Regions from separate parts of the Mus musculus genome. Here all the other regions are linked to region 2. The links are chromatin contacts, called in public Hi-C, Micro-C and promoter capture Hi-C maps. All regions are on one chromosome and are shown on one strand. Each heading gives the region's core, a stretch centred on a gene start, on an enhancer-like site or on the middle of the called end of the contact. The rest is flanking DNA. Distances are from core to core; before and after follow the strand shown.

The links. Promoter capture Hi-C pulls out the DNA fragments that hold promoters and counts their contacts. Hi-C and Micro-C count contacts between places; a contact is called where the count stands out from the background.
Region 1: a contact with region 2 is called in a Micro-C map of the G1E-ER4 cell line. The contact joins the enhancer-like site here to the promoter of Zmynd11 in region 2. A contact is called at or near these places in 1 of 39 promoter capture datasets (embryonic stem cells), 1 of 484 Hi-C or Micro-C datasets (the G1E-ER4 cell line), 7 of 115 datasets of contacts at active chromatin or transcription factors (SST interneurons, embryonic forebrain, embryonic stem cells and 2 more) and 2 of 9 other capture datasets (embryonic stem cells and macrophages).
Region 3: a contact with region 2 is called in a promoter capture Hi-C map of embryonic stem cells, with 3 times the contacts expected there. The contact joins the enhancer-like site here to the promoter of Zmynd11 in region 2. A contact is called at or near these places in 1 of 39 promoter capture datasets (embryonic stem cells), 13 of 115 datasets of contacts at active chromatin or transcription factors (the 230-238 cell line, SST interneurons, bone marrow-derived macrophages and 9 more) and 5 of 9 other capture datasets (adipose tissue, embryonic stem cells, liver and 2 more).
Region 4: a contact with region 2 is called in a Hi-C map of bone marrow-derived macrophages, with 12 read pairs. The contact joins the enhancer-like site here to the promoter of Zmynd11 in region 2. A contact is called at or near these places in 1 of 484 Hi-C or Micro-C datasets (bone marrow-derived macrophages), 6 of 115 datasets of contacts at active chromatin or transcription factors (the 230-238 cell line, bone marrow-derived macrophages, cardiomyocytes and 3 more) and 1 of 9 other capture datasets (adipose tissue).

What each region holds. Positions count from the first base shown.
Region 1 is chr13:9,236,204-9,239,148 of GRCm38.p6, reverse strand. No RefSeq gene overlaps it. Among named protein-coding and RNA genes, the nearest start is that of Dip2c, 39 kb to the left of the region's middle. Within about 2 kb of position 1,483, at least 4 of the 459 cell types and tissues checked have an H3K27ac peak or open chromatin away from gene starts, as enhancers often do. A contact at or near this core is called in the G1E-ER4 cell line, where this site is marked.
Region 2 is chr13:9,763,681-9,766,665 of GRCm38.p6, reverse strand. Zmynd11 (zinc finger, MYND domain containing 11) reads left to right here and starts at 1,345. Exons shown (of 15, transcript NM_001199141.2): 1 at 1,345-1,611.
Region 3 is chr13:9,153,829-9,156,708 of GRCm38.p6, reverse strand. The region is part of intron 11 of Larp4b (La ribonucleoprotein domain family, member 4B); the gene reads right to left. Among named protein-coding and RNA genes, the nearest start is that of Larp4b, 61 kb to the right of the region's middle. Within about 2 kb of position 1,253, at least 16 of the 459 cell types and tissues checked have an H3K27ac peak or open chromatin away from gene starts, as enhancers often do. A contact at or near this core is called in embryonic stem cells, where this site is marked.
Region 4 is chr13:9,127,614-9,130,465 of GRCm38.p6, reverse strand. The region is part of intron 3 of Larp4b (La ribonucleoprotein domain family, member 4B); the gene reads right to left. Among named protein-coding and RNA genes, the nearest start is that of Larp4b, 35 kb to the right of the region's middle. Within about 2 kb of position 1,410, at least 45 of the 459 cell types and tissues checked have an H3K27ac peak or open chromatin away from gene starts, as enhancers often do. A contact at or near this core is called in adipose tissue, bone marrow-derived macrophages, cardiomyocytes and 1 more, where this site is marked.

The DNA.
Region 1 (2,945 bases), core at 234-2,733, 530 kb after region 2:
GCTATTCTTTAGGTGATCTTTCACAGCAATACAAAGGTAACTAGCATGTGTCAGAAGCCCAAGAGGCAGGCTTACTTTCTGTTATTTTCTAAATGTGTGTGCAAGTTCATGTGTGCCTGATGTATGTGTATGTGTGTATGTGTACAGAGGACAGCCTAAAGCTCTTATTCCTCGGGTGTCCATCAACCACCATTTTTCAAATTACATTTATTTATTTATTTATTTACATACATATATGGGGGTGCAATGGATGGCATAGCACACGTGTGGAAGTCAGAAGAGACTCTCTCTCTCTCTCTCTCTCTCTCTCTCTCTCTCTCTCTCTCTCTCTAACAGGGTCTCTCACTAGCCTGGAATTCACCAAGCAGGCTAGACGACTTGGCCAGCAAGCCCCAGGAATCTGCCTGTCTCTGCCTTACCAGTGCTGACTGGAATTACAAGTGTACACCATCACACCAGACTGTTTGTTGTTGTTTGTTTGTTTGTTTGTTTGTTTTCTTTTAACTTGGGTTCTGGGAAATCAAACTCAGGTTCTCCTGCTTGAAAGGCAAGCCCTTTGCCAACTGAGGGCCAGCCCCAGCTCACCACTTCCTAATCTTAAGATGCTGGTCTTAGCCTGCTCATATACTTATTCTTCCTGTGTCTATTTCTCCCCACAGTGAAATGAGTCCATTCAAACCAGATTAGATTATGTTAAATGCAGGTTTATTGGGAGGATGCTTTCAGGAGGATGAATTCACTGGCCCCAAGGACCTAGGCCAGGGAAGTCACCGTGGGGAGAAAAAGGGGGTGGGGGAAGGGAGAGGGTACAGAAAAAGAGAAGGAGAGAGAAAGAGGGAGAGCAGGGAGACCAAAATGTCTGGATTATACAGAGAGGAGCCTCTGAAAGAAGGGCCGCCCAGCCTCTGGGCTAGAAAGTTTAGGGTTGGGGGTGGGGTATACCAGGTAAGGACTGAGGGATGCTGGGAGAACCTGGAGGCCAGGCCTGCTTTGGTGTGTAAAATATGCACCTCAGTCCCTTGTCCCTGGTCCTAAACAAAAGAAGACCTACAGAAAAGACAGAAAGCCAGTTTTACAACTGTGTCTGTGCTTTAGAACAAAATAACGGACTCTGGTGCTTTGGGGAGTCCATAAAGGCGGCTGGGATGAGAGACAGGCCGTCACTAGGACCCACAAGGCATTGTGCCAGGAAGGGCCAAAACAGGAAGCACCCACTCCCATCCAGGACCCAGGACCAGATCCTGAAGCCCCATCTCCACTCCAGGGAAACGGAAAACAATCGTGGCCACCAAATGCATTTACAACCTAGCCGAAACCTAGAACCATAAGAGGATAAAAGCTTCCACCCAGAACAGCGGGATATAGTGAGACTGGCAGCAGATAGCTGTTTAAAAGCGTATCGCAGAAGCCAGGCACAGAGAGAGGCACAGAGAGATAAATATCACATGTTGCCACCTATAAAGGAAACTGAAAATTAATCTGAATCCTGAGTCCAGAACTCAGGAAGGGGAGGGGACAGGAAGGGGACACGGAGGCTGGAGGTTCACAGATAACAGAGGTGCATCTGGACCCATTGAATAACTGTTGTAAATATTGATCCCCATTAGCTGAATATTTCCAATGGGATTTTGAGCATTCTCAGAACAAATAAATGATAAATATTTAGATGGCAGATACACCAGTCACCCTAATCGGATTTGTCACTATACACGTGTAGATGACCACGTTGTACTGTGACTACGCATGACTGTTTTGTGTCGAAGATTAACTGAAGCTAGCTGTGGGACCACTCCCCTGCCATCCCAACACTCGGCAGACCATCAGGATTTGGAGGCCATCCTCAGTTAAAACCTAGTTAAGGCCAGCCTGAGATACATAGCAAGCTCTAGAACAGCCAGGGCCAAATAGTGAGGCTCCATTTTAAAATAACAACAAAAAAATGATTTTTTCCCCCTTTCTAAACTTAATCCAAGTAAAGCTCTCGGGTCATGTATTTGCTTTCTTTTGCTCTCTTTTGGCTTTTAATTTTTTGTTACCCTTTGATAATCTCAAATGTTGGTCATTTGAGAGTATGTCTGTGTATGTGGTGTGCACACACATCTGTGTGCACACTTGGGCTTTGGATGTCTTCCTCGATGGCTCTGTATTGTGTCCAGAACTTGCCAAGTGAGCTAGTCTATCTAGCCAGCTTGCTCTGGGAATGCCCCTCTGCCCACTGAGTGACGGGGTGGCAGGCACCCTGCACACCCACACACAGAGTCACCTTGGGCTCTGGATGTCCAAACTCTGCTTCTATTGTTTATGTGCAAGCACTTTGCCCACTGGGTCCTCTTCATAGGCCCTGGTTTTTGAGACATAGTTTCAAATCCAGGCTTGCCTTAAACTCTTGACATAGCCAAAGATAGCTGTGAACTCCCTATCCCGGTCTCTGATTCCCAGGGGCCAGGATTGTAGGCCCGTGTCACTGCACCCGGTTTCTTCCGTAAAACATTTTCCCTTGTCAAGAACAGGAGTGGTGCCTTCAGAATTGTTTTTCTCCTTTTTTCAATAGCACCAAACAAGCAATGGGCTTGACTCAGATTTGTGCTATACCTGTACAGATGTGCTGCTGAGGCTAAACGTACTCCTCATGAAATTTTTACAAGTCTGATGAGAAGCAGCTCTGTGATTTAACTGAGGGACTTAAAATTATTATTATTCCTTGCTCTCATAAAGAAATTTTCCATTGAAAAAAATGAAGTTTCTTTTTAAAGAGATAATAGTATTTTTTTTTTCAATCTGGTATGAGGTCTGATAGCTCTTTTCTATCCCTCCATCCCTGTCCCCTGCCCCCTTTTGGAGTGTTAATTTAGAATAAAAGCTGTTTGTTAACTTATTTCCGAGTCAGACAGATTTAAGAATAATTCTTTTTTTTTCTTTTTTCTTTTTTTTTTTTTTTGTTTTTT
Region 2 (2,985 bases), core at 96-2,595:
TCCAGAGTATGTCACAGGTTGCACAGAAACAACTACATTACTTTGGTCTTCCAAACCTCCGTCCAACCTCCAGCCACTGGCCTTCTGACCCACCCTCATATACTCACCCAGTTGACAGACAAATGCAGTTAATAAAGCTGTTGGGCTGGGAAACTATAGCAAAGAAATAGGAAATCTTATAGATAGGCTATCTAAGAGAGTTATATGTAAAAATAGAAGCTATTTCTATTCTGTATAACTGGGGGGAGTCACTTTGTTTTCCTAAACTGTATTTCTCTCTCCCTCTCTCCCTCCCCCCTTCTCTCTCTCTCTCTCTCTCTCTCTCTGTGAGTGTGTGTGTCCCTCCCTCTTTCCCTCCCCCCCACACAGAAAAATTTTCATACTTGAGTAGCTTCTGCAAACTACATAGAAATATAGAAGTAGGCATTCCTCTACAGCTGAAAGAAGACCTTTTTTTAAAAAAGAGGTGATTCACTTAAAGAAGTGATTTCCAGTCCAGCAGTCCAATCCAATACGGCATGATTTCCCCTGGCATCCTTTAGTCCACCCATCTAGTTTAAGGGCGACTTCTGAAATAAACTGGTTCTTTCATTCCATCACACAGGTGGGTCCTGGGGCTTGAACTCAGACTTTCAGGCTTGGTGGTGAGTGGCTTTATTTGCTGAGCAATCTTGCTGTCCAGCCATGCCATATTTTATTATTTAAATGAATTATAAATACTTCATGATCTTAGAAGTGGGGGCGGGGGGAAGCCAGAAACAAACATCAAAAGAGCAAACACTTCTCTCTGCGATGCTGGTATCAGTGGCAGAACTGTTAACAGTTTGAAAGACCGTTTGACTGGTGTACTTCAAAAAGCCAACTCAATGCTACTCTAAGTAAGTTCTAACTTAGAGATCAGCACTGTAAACAGATGGATAATTTGTATAAGAACCCTAGATTTCTAGGGGCGTCGCCAGTGATTTTTCAGGTACATCTATCCAATGAGAATAGGGACAGGCAATCTTAGCTAATGGGTTTCCCCTTTTAAACTCCTAGCAGGCAAAGGTTGTTAGGACAACGTATGACATCTGTATATGCTTTGACTTTTCCCCCAAGACTTTTAAAGCCATATAGCTTAAGGGCTCTCCTCTGATTAGATCTAGAATTGCTCACTAGAAAAGATAACCTACTCCTCACAGCAATTTGTAATGTTCTAACCAGAGTGATAATGGGTGGTCCATTCTTTCTAAACGTCCCACTTGTGCATATTTGAGACGGGGAACTCGGGTGTCTTTGCAACTTTTTTTTTTTTTTTGAGCACAGGATTGGAAAGCGAGGGATACCGTCTTACCCACTCGGGTCAGTAGTACACGGGCGAGTGCTTGTCCAACACGGAGCCATTAGGAGCCAAGCAAAGTGCCGAGCGGGTCCACACCGCAAGCTGCAACGCAGCCCACCGGGCTTGGCCGGATCCTAACAATGCTACCCTCGTGTCTCGGTGCTCGCCTCCAGCGCGCCTGCACGTACGTAGCTCGCACGTGTGTGTTGACATGGAGTTCGTGTGTGGACCCCCTTAGAATATGCTGAAACCGATTTCTCAGCGAGGCGCCGGAGACAGGTCGAGGGAAGGTAGGAGCGGGTGCGGCGGGCTCCCCCGGCCTCGGGGCGGGGAGACAGCGCGGGCCGCGCAAGTCCCGCGCCGGCCGCTAGAGCCCCCCGTGCGCAGCTCGGCCCAGGCCCCGCGCTCGCCCGGCCCGGCCCCGCGCTCGCCCGGCCCGGCCCCGCGCGGGGAAACACTCAAGCGCACACAATGAACTCCGAGGAGGCCGCGAGCCGGGCCGGCCGCCGCGCCCGCACCGTGTGAACCGCCTCTTGGTTGGGGGATGCCAACTTTGCCCCCCAGGCGTCCTCTGCAGCCCCGCAGGCCCCGCGCCGCCGTCGGGCTGAGGAGACGCGGTGAGTGAGCGAGCGAACGAACGAGCGAGCGAGAGCGCGCGGCGGGCCAGGCCTCCAGCCGGCGCGCGACGCCCCGGCCGCCTCGCCCGGTTTCGCCCCGGCGCGCGCCGAGGCATTTTTTTTTTTTTTTTTCTGTGGTGGAAGCCGCCGCCAACATGGCGCCCCTCGAGCCCCGAGCCCTCCGCGCTGAGCCAGCGGGGGGAGCCGGGGAGGAGGGAGGAGATGGCGGGGAGGAGGAGGCGGCGGCCTGCGTCCCCCCCGCCCCCCGCGCCCGTCGCCGGCTGAGGCCCGAGAGGCGCCGGGCGGCGGGAAGGAGGCGGCTCCGGAGGGAGGGCCGGGCGCGGCGGCGGCAGCGGCGGCGGCGACGGAGCGCAGCATAATGGTGGGGAAAGCTCGGCGGCGGCGGGGCGGCTGGGCGGCGGGGAGGGCGGAGGCATCCGCGGCGGCGGCAGCGCGGCCTGAGCTGTGGTGGCTGCCGGGGCCCCGGGCTCCCGGGCGGGCGGGCGGCGGCTGCCGGTGGCGTCAGGCACGGCCCCAGGCCGGTGAGGCCTGAGGGGTGGGCGCGTTTCCTCTGTCCAGCACCTTGTACCTCCGGCTGACGTGAGGAGCAGGCCCGCGGGAAGGCCGCGGAGAGCCGCGCGCGGCCTGCTGGCTCCGGGAAGCCGCGGAGTCTTGTGAGCTCCTCCCGCCCGGTCCCCGCGCCTCCCGCTTGGCCAGGCCCTGGGGCCTTTGCGCGGAGCGTGTAGCGAGCGGGCGGACGGGGAGCGATGAAAGCGAACGCCCCTGAGACCCGAGACCGGTGTCCGTCGCTCTCCCGGGGCTGCAGGCGAGCGGGTAGCGAGGCCTCAGCTGCCTCAACAGGTCCTTCTGGCCGTCCTGGGGGGATCGGCCGTCTTGTGCCCACGCAGAGCTGCGGAGAGAAGCCGATGGGGACGCTGCCTGTGGGGTTGTGGCCTGAACTTTCGCTTGCACTGTCTCCCCTCATGCCTTTTCCCTGGGCCGAGCCGAGGGGGCTTTTGCGGTGTGTCCGTGGGACTTAGTGGTTGG
Region 3 (2,880 bases), core at 4-2,503, 610 kb after region 2:
TCACACAGGCATGTGTGTGTGTGTGTAGTGTAGTATGTGGTGTGGTATGTGTGTGTATGTGTGTGGTGTGTGGTGTGTGTGTGTGTATGTGTGTAGTGGTGTGTGTGTGTGTGTGGTGTGTGTGTGTGTAGTGTGGTGTGGTATGTTGTGAGGAGCCGCCCTCACAGTCGCCGTTACAAGATGGCGCTGACATTAGTTGCTCGTAGTAAAATGTGCGCAGGCGTCAGGGTATCTTTCCATTACCTGAGCCCTGCCTCTCTCGTGGCTTCATCTGGCTGAAGGTGGGCAGCCAATCCTGGTGGTGCACGTCTCCAACCGTACTTCTAACCGTACTTCGCAGCCTATATAAGGGAAGGGTTTTCTGCCCTCTGGGTCTCCTCTCCTGAAGCTGATCATCTATCTCTCGTAAAGCTTTACTGCAGAAGGATCCTAATGGCCTGCGTGAGTTGTGTGTGTGTGTGTCCGTGTCCAGGATAGTCAGGTTACAGAGAAACCTCTTAAAAAAACCAAAATCAAAACCAAGGGTGGGGGACACAGTGAGATGGCTCCGGAAGGGTAAAGACACCTGCTGTTCAAGCCTGGTGACTGAGTTCAATCCATCTCTAGAACTCATATAAAGACAGAAGGAGAGCACCAACTTCACACTCTTGCACATGGGCACGAAAACATAACCATCACTATCATCACCATCACCAGCATCACCACCAATAACAACAAGACAGAAGAGTGAGATCACCTTTCTGCCTCTGGGGCATGCGGTTTCAAATACTCTCCAAGTAAACACATTACTTTCCAAGGACTTAGCTGCCTGAGGCCTTCCAGTTCCTCCCATGATCTTTCACTGAACTGAAAGAAATACAGGTCCCATACAGCTGAGAAAAGGAAGAAGGAAAGGGAGGGAGAACCTAAGCAATTTTCTTCCATACTAACAGGAAACAGACATTCTGATTTAAAATAGCTATTAGAGCTAACATATCATTCCTTGACTAAAAAATTAAAGTGACGAAAATACTTTTATGGAATCCACTACTTGACAAACTCCACAACCCATAAAAAATATACTGCTTAAAAAAAGTCTCTCCCAGCTACACAACAGACACGGGATTAATATCTAGAATATCTGAAGAAATCTAAAACTAAACACCAAACCCCAAATCATCCACCTAATAAATGGGCCAATGAACTGGACACTACTCAGTCCTCAAAGGAAACACTGACTGGCAAGTTTACACTTGAAAAGGCACCCGCAGCCTCAGCCTCAGGGAATGCAAAAACAGACTCTTTCTGAGCCCGGGATAGGGAAGGATACAAATGCTGACCTACCCCCAGAGCTCATGTCTCTAGCTGCATTATGTAGCAGAAGATGGCCTAGTCGGCCATCATTGGAAAGAGAGGCCCCTTGGTCTTGCAAATTTTATATGCCTCAGTACAGGGGAACGCCAGGGCCAAAAAGAGGGAGTGGGTGGGTAGGGGAGCAGGGGGTGGGGAGGGTATGGGCGACTTTTGGGATAGCATTTGAAATGTAAATGAAGTAAATACCTAATAAAAAATTGGGGGGAAAAAAAAAGAGGAACTCTAACTAGCCACTAGTGTAGATGGTGTAGCCAATTTACACTATCTATAGAAACCAGTCTGGACACCAAAACTACCACGTGACCCAGCTATATTCCCCTTGAGTATTCACATACCCATGTTTATTACTGCTTTTATTTATAAGAGCCAGGAAACGGAACCATCCTATTATGTGAAGCAAACCAAACCTTACAAAGATAAGTACTGTGCATTTTCTTTAATATTTGGAACCTAGCCTTGAAGGGTGGTAGGCAGATGCAGGGAAGAGACCATGAACCTAGGAGGAAGATCATGAGAGAGGAGGGAAAAGCAGAGGTAACACACTAGCATTAAGCAGAGGCGACTCTCGGAGAGGAGAAAGTGGGGGGCATGGGAGAAGAGAATTAGTGGGAACAAACATAATAATACACAGGCACCACAATGCAGTAGTAAGACCCATTACACCTTGTCGGTTAACTTAAAAATTAAGACAAAGAAAATTACATGCTACAAGAGCCTCTTAACTCAGACCTAAGTTTAGGAGACTTTAAATGTGGCAAGACCATTCTGGTAGTAGTAACACACACCTTTAATTCCTTTGATCCCAGCAAAGGCAGGTAGATCTCTGAGTTCAAGGCCAGTATAGGCTACAGAGTGAGTTCCAGGACAGCCAAGGCTACACAGAGACCCTGTCTCGAAAAAACAAAACAAGCAAACAAACAAACAAAACTCCAGCTTAAACTCATACATAATTTTACACATAACATACCTCAGAAAAGGGCCTAAATGCGAAAACCTGGATATAAAACAACAGAAAAGGTATCTAGACAAGGAGTATGACAAGAGGTGACAAGAGTATGCCACTGCAGGAAGACCTCGGCAAGGCAGGCCTGTGCGGCAGGCACGTGGGGGAAGAGCACTACTGGGACAATTCCTCTACAGATCTGACACTTCTGGGAGATGCAACCACATAGCCAAGGGTCTGTGCCCACAGAAAGTGTACCCTTTTTAGAAACATACTTCCTTCTCATTAGAACTCAAAAAGAGGCAGGCGTTTGTTTCCTTCTGCCTCCTCCCGGCCTGTATCGTTTGTACAGTGCAAAGGCTTCACTGGGCACTCTCCTCCACATGTACATGCGCTCAATCGTGGCCACCTGGCCCTCCTACGCCTCTTCTGCCCTCCTTCCCACGCTGGACCCTCCCAAAACCAAACACCCCCTCCCCCAACCTTCATGCCCCGCCTGTGAGAAAACCACAAGCACTTGTCGGATCTAGCATTATTTTGCTTACTCTGGATCCATCTTTTTTTTTCCCTGCAAATGATGTGAT
Region 4 (2,852 bases), core at 161-2,660, 640 kb after region 2:
TATCCAAACCAAGTGTCTCGTTCTCTTCTTTGCATGTTAGCTTTTCTTTGCTCAATTCTGACGCATCATTACCAAAGGCTTTAGAAACATCTTGAATTGATTCAGTGTTAATGAGACACAGGTCTGGGCTTCTGTCACTGTTGGCCCACTCCTCTTCAGGTGACAATAAACTGTGGTTTAAAGGTGGCACAACTGTAAGGTCTGGGTCTTCATTCACACCATCAGTTCTGTAACTGTTTTCAATTTGATTAGTTTCACAGTCAGGATCTGCTGCTATGCCAATACCAATACAAGTTACCATATTCCCATTGGGCACAACCTTGCTAAGAACACTGGTTTCCCAATGAAAACTGGACTCGGCATTTCCTGTGTTCTTCTCACAGATCTCTCTATAATTAGCTTTCTGTGGTTCCTTTTCAGCGTTTGCTAGTACATAGGGCCCACTGAATTGGTTGTGTAATACACCAACCAAGCTCTTCACATGTACTTTATCTCCTGTTTTGTCATGTAGGCCTGTTTCCCTTGCTTCAGGACCAGTACAAGTGAAAATAAATGCAGGGGGTGTTACTGTGCCCTGATGCGGTCTGGAGTGAGACTCGTCATTTGGCATTCTTTGTGAAAGTCCAAGCTTCAGGAGATCCGCCTTCTGGACCACCTCTTCTGTGTCTGGTTCACTTTTCACTTGCGTTAAATCATAAGTTTCTCTCTGAGCCTTGTCTGCCCTATTACCTCTACAGACATCTGCTTGACACCAACTTTTCAACTCCCTCTTGGCACGGCTCTCCGTCTCTAAAATGCTCATTTTATCCTCATCTTGACAAATGGAACTATTTTCAGAACACAAGAACAGCTCACCTCTGTTTGCCAGCTGGATACTTCCAGTTTCCAGATTGCTATCCCCCAAGGGTTGCTCCTCCACACACACTGGTCCCCGGTGGGATATAGGATTAGGGCCATCAAGTTTGCTCAAGGCAGCTTCTTTGAAATTAGCATGAACTGGGAGATAGTCCCTGTCTAAGCTCTCTGACGCTAACTTTTCAGGACTTAAATTAATCTTATCTAGACCAAAGGAAAGGGTCCTACCTGACCTGCTAACACTGATGTGGAAGTAATCATTACAGTCTAGTGGCTTTTCAGAGTTGTGCTCTCTTTCCATTTTAGAGTTTAAACTTTGACAAGTGCTAACTGTTGTAGCCGCAGGTTCAGCAATCCCATCAACATGGGAACTATCACTTGGTAAATTAACAAGTGAATCACCCATCTGACTTCCTATTCCTGAAGCACTGCTCTCTCTCTCTTCAGATACAGCACACATGCGCTGTAATGAGTCACTGCCTATGTTAATAGTTAATTCAGGGAGTAGGCCAGTATTATGTAATATACTATGTTCTGTGTGATCTTTAGGGAATTTGGCATGAACTTTTGCCCTTAGAGACTCAGCTTGCAGGTCACTGATGAGTGCTTCATCAGATGCAGCACTGTCCACCAAAGGATCAGAACTCCATTCACTTCTCTCACTAGACACTTCTCTTGTGTCACGTGGGCCGAGGACATCTTGGGGTAAGAGCTCTTCCTGCTGCAGCTTTCGCTCTCCTGCCCTCTGTATGGCATCTGAGGCAGTATGCTCTTCCCTGTTATCTAAGGGCCGATCCTCTTGGAAAACTTGGTAAGTAACAGCTGAATGGCTTTCTTCTGCAGCTGTTCCATACATGGGAGTGAACAGTCCCTCATCCATGTTCATACAATCCAGATCTACAGCACAAATACTATAAAATCTGCTTTCCCTTGAATTCTTACACAGTTTGTCACCAACACAAATACGGGTTGTATTTTGCAACTCTCCAGCAGACACACTAACAGAGTTACTCTCATTTAAACTACTGATTCCACCATTTAGCACGTTTTCTTTTTCTAATGAGTTTTTGCAAGTGGCCAGGTAACATTGTAGATGGTCACTTACAAAAGTTTTCTCCTGCTGGTCAGAAGACATGGGCACACGTGAGAAAGGCTGGTCATTTTCAGAACAAGCCTGTCTATCACTATTCATACCCAGTGGATCACTGGCAATCTCAGAATTCTCTTCGGTAGCAACAGTATCTAAATTCTTGTTAACCTCATCTAAATTTTCAGACCCATAAAAGAACTCAGAAGTGGTAGAGGAATTAGAATTCAATGACTGCTTTGATCTATGATCCTGTTTGTGCCTGGACCTGGTAAAAACTCTAGTCCACACAGTAACACCAGCGGCTGCTCTGCTGGGTCCATTTTCAACAGTATGAAGCTCCTCACCTTCAAGGGTATCAAATAATGAAGATAAAGTTTTACTTATCTTGGTCTCCGGTTTCTTCTCTTCCACACATTTTTGTAACAGGCCAATTTTCTCATTGTCACTGTCATTACTGAGTTCTTTGCTGAAGCAACAGCCCATATCGAAACTTCAGAACTCACATCACAATGTTCGTCCTTTTTTGCGCCTCTACAAATGTGTCTCACACTAACTTGCTACAGTTTGGAGACTAAGCCAACAGCCCATACCAAAAATAGCTCCTTGCAAAGTAGTCACATGCTCCTGCCACTCAAATCCAAATCCTAATGACAACAGAGTCCTGCCTGACATTCATCAGACTTCTTGTGCTGAAGTTCAAATGGCACATGGAATCTAAAGCTGCAGAACAGCCAGCCGGAGGAGAACAGAAACATATACATGGTTTTATCTGATTTTCAAACACTTAACTCTAAAAACAACTCAAGTTCTTTAGCACAGCCAGAAGAAATTTCAAACTTCTGTTCTTTTTTTTCAGTGTTTCAGTATTACCTGGATTATATTTCATAAGACAACAGCCACCAAAAAA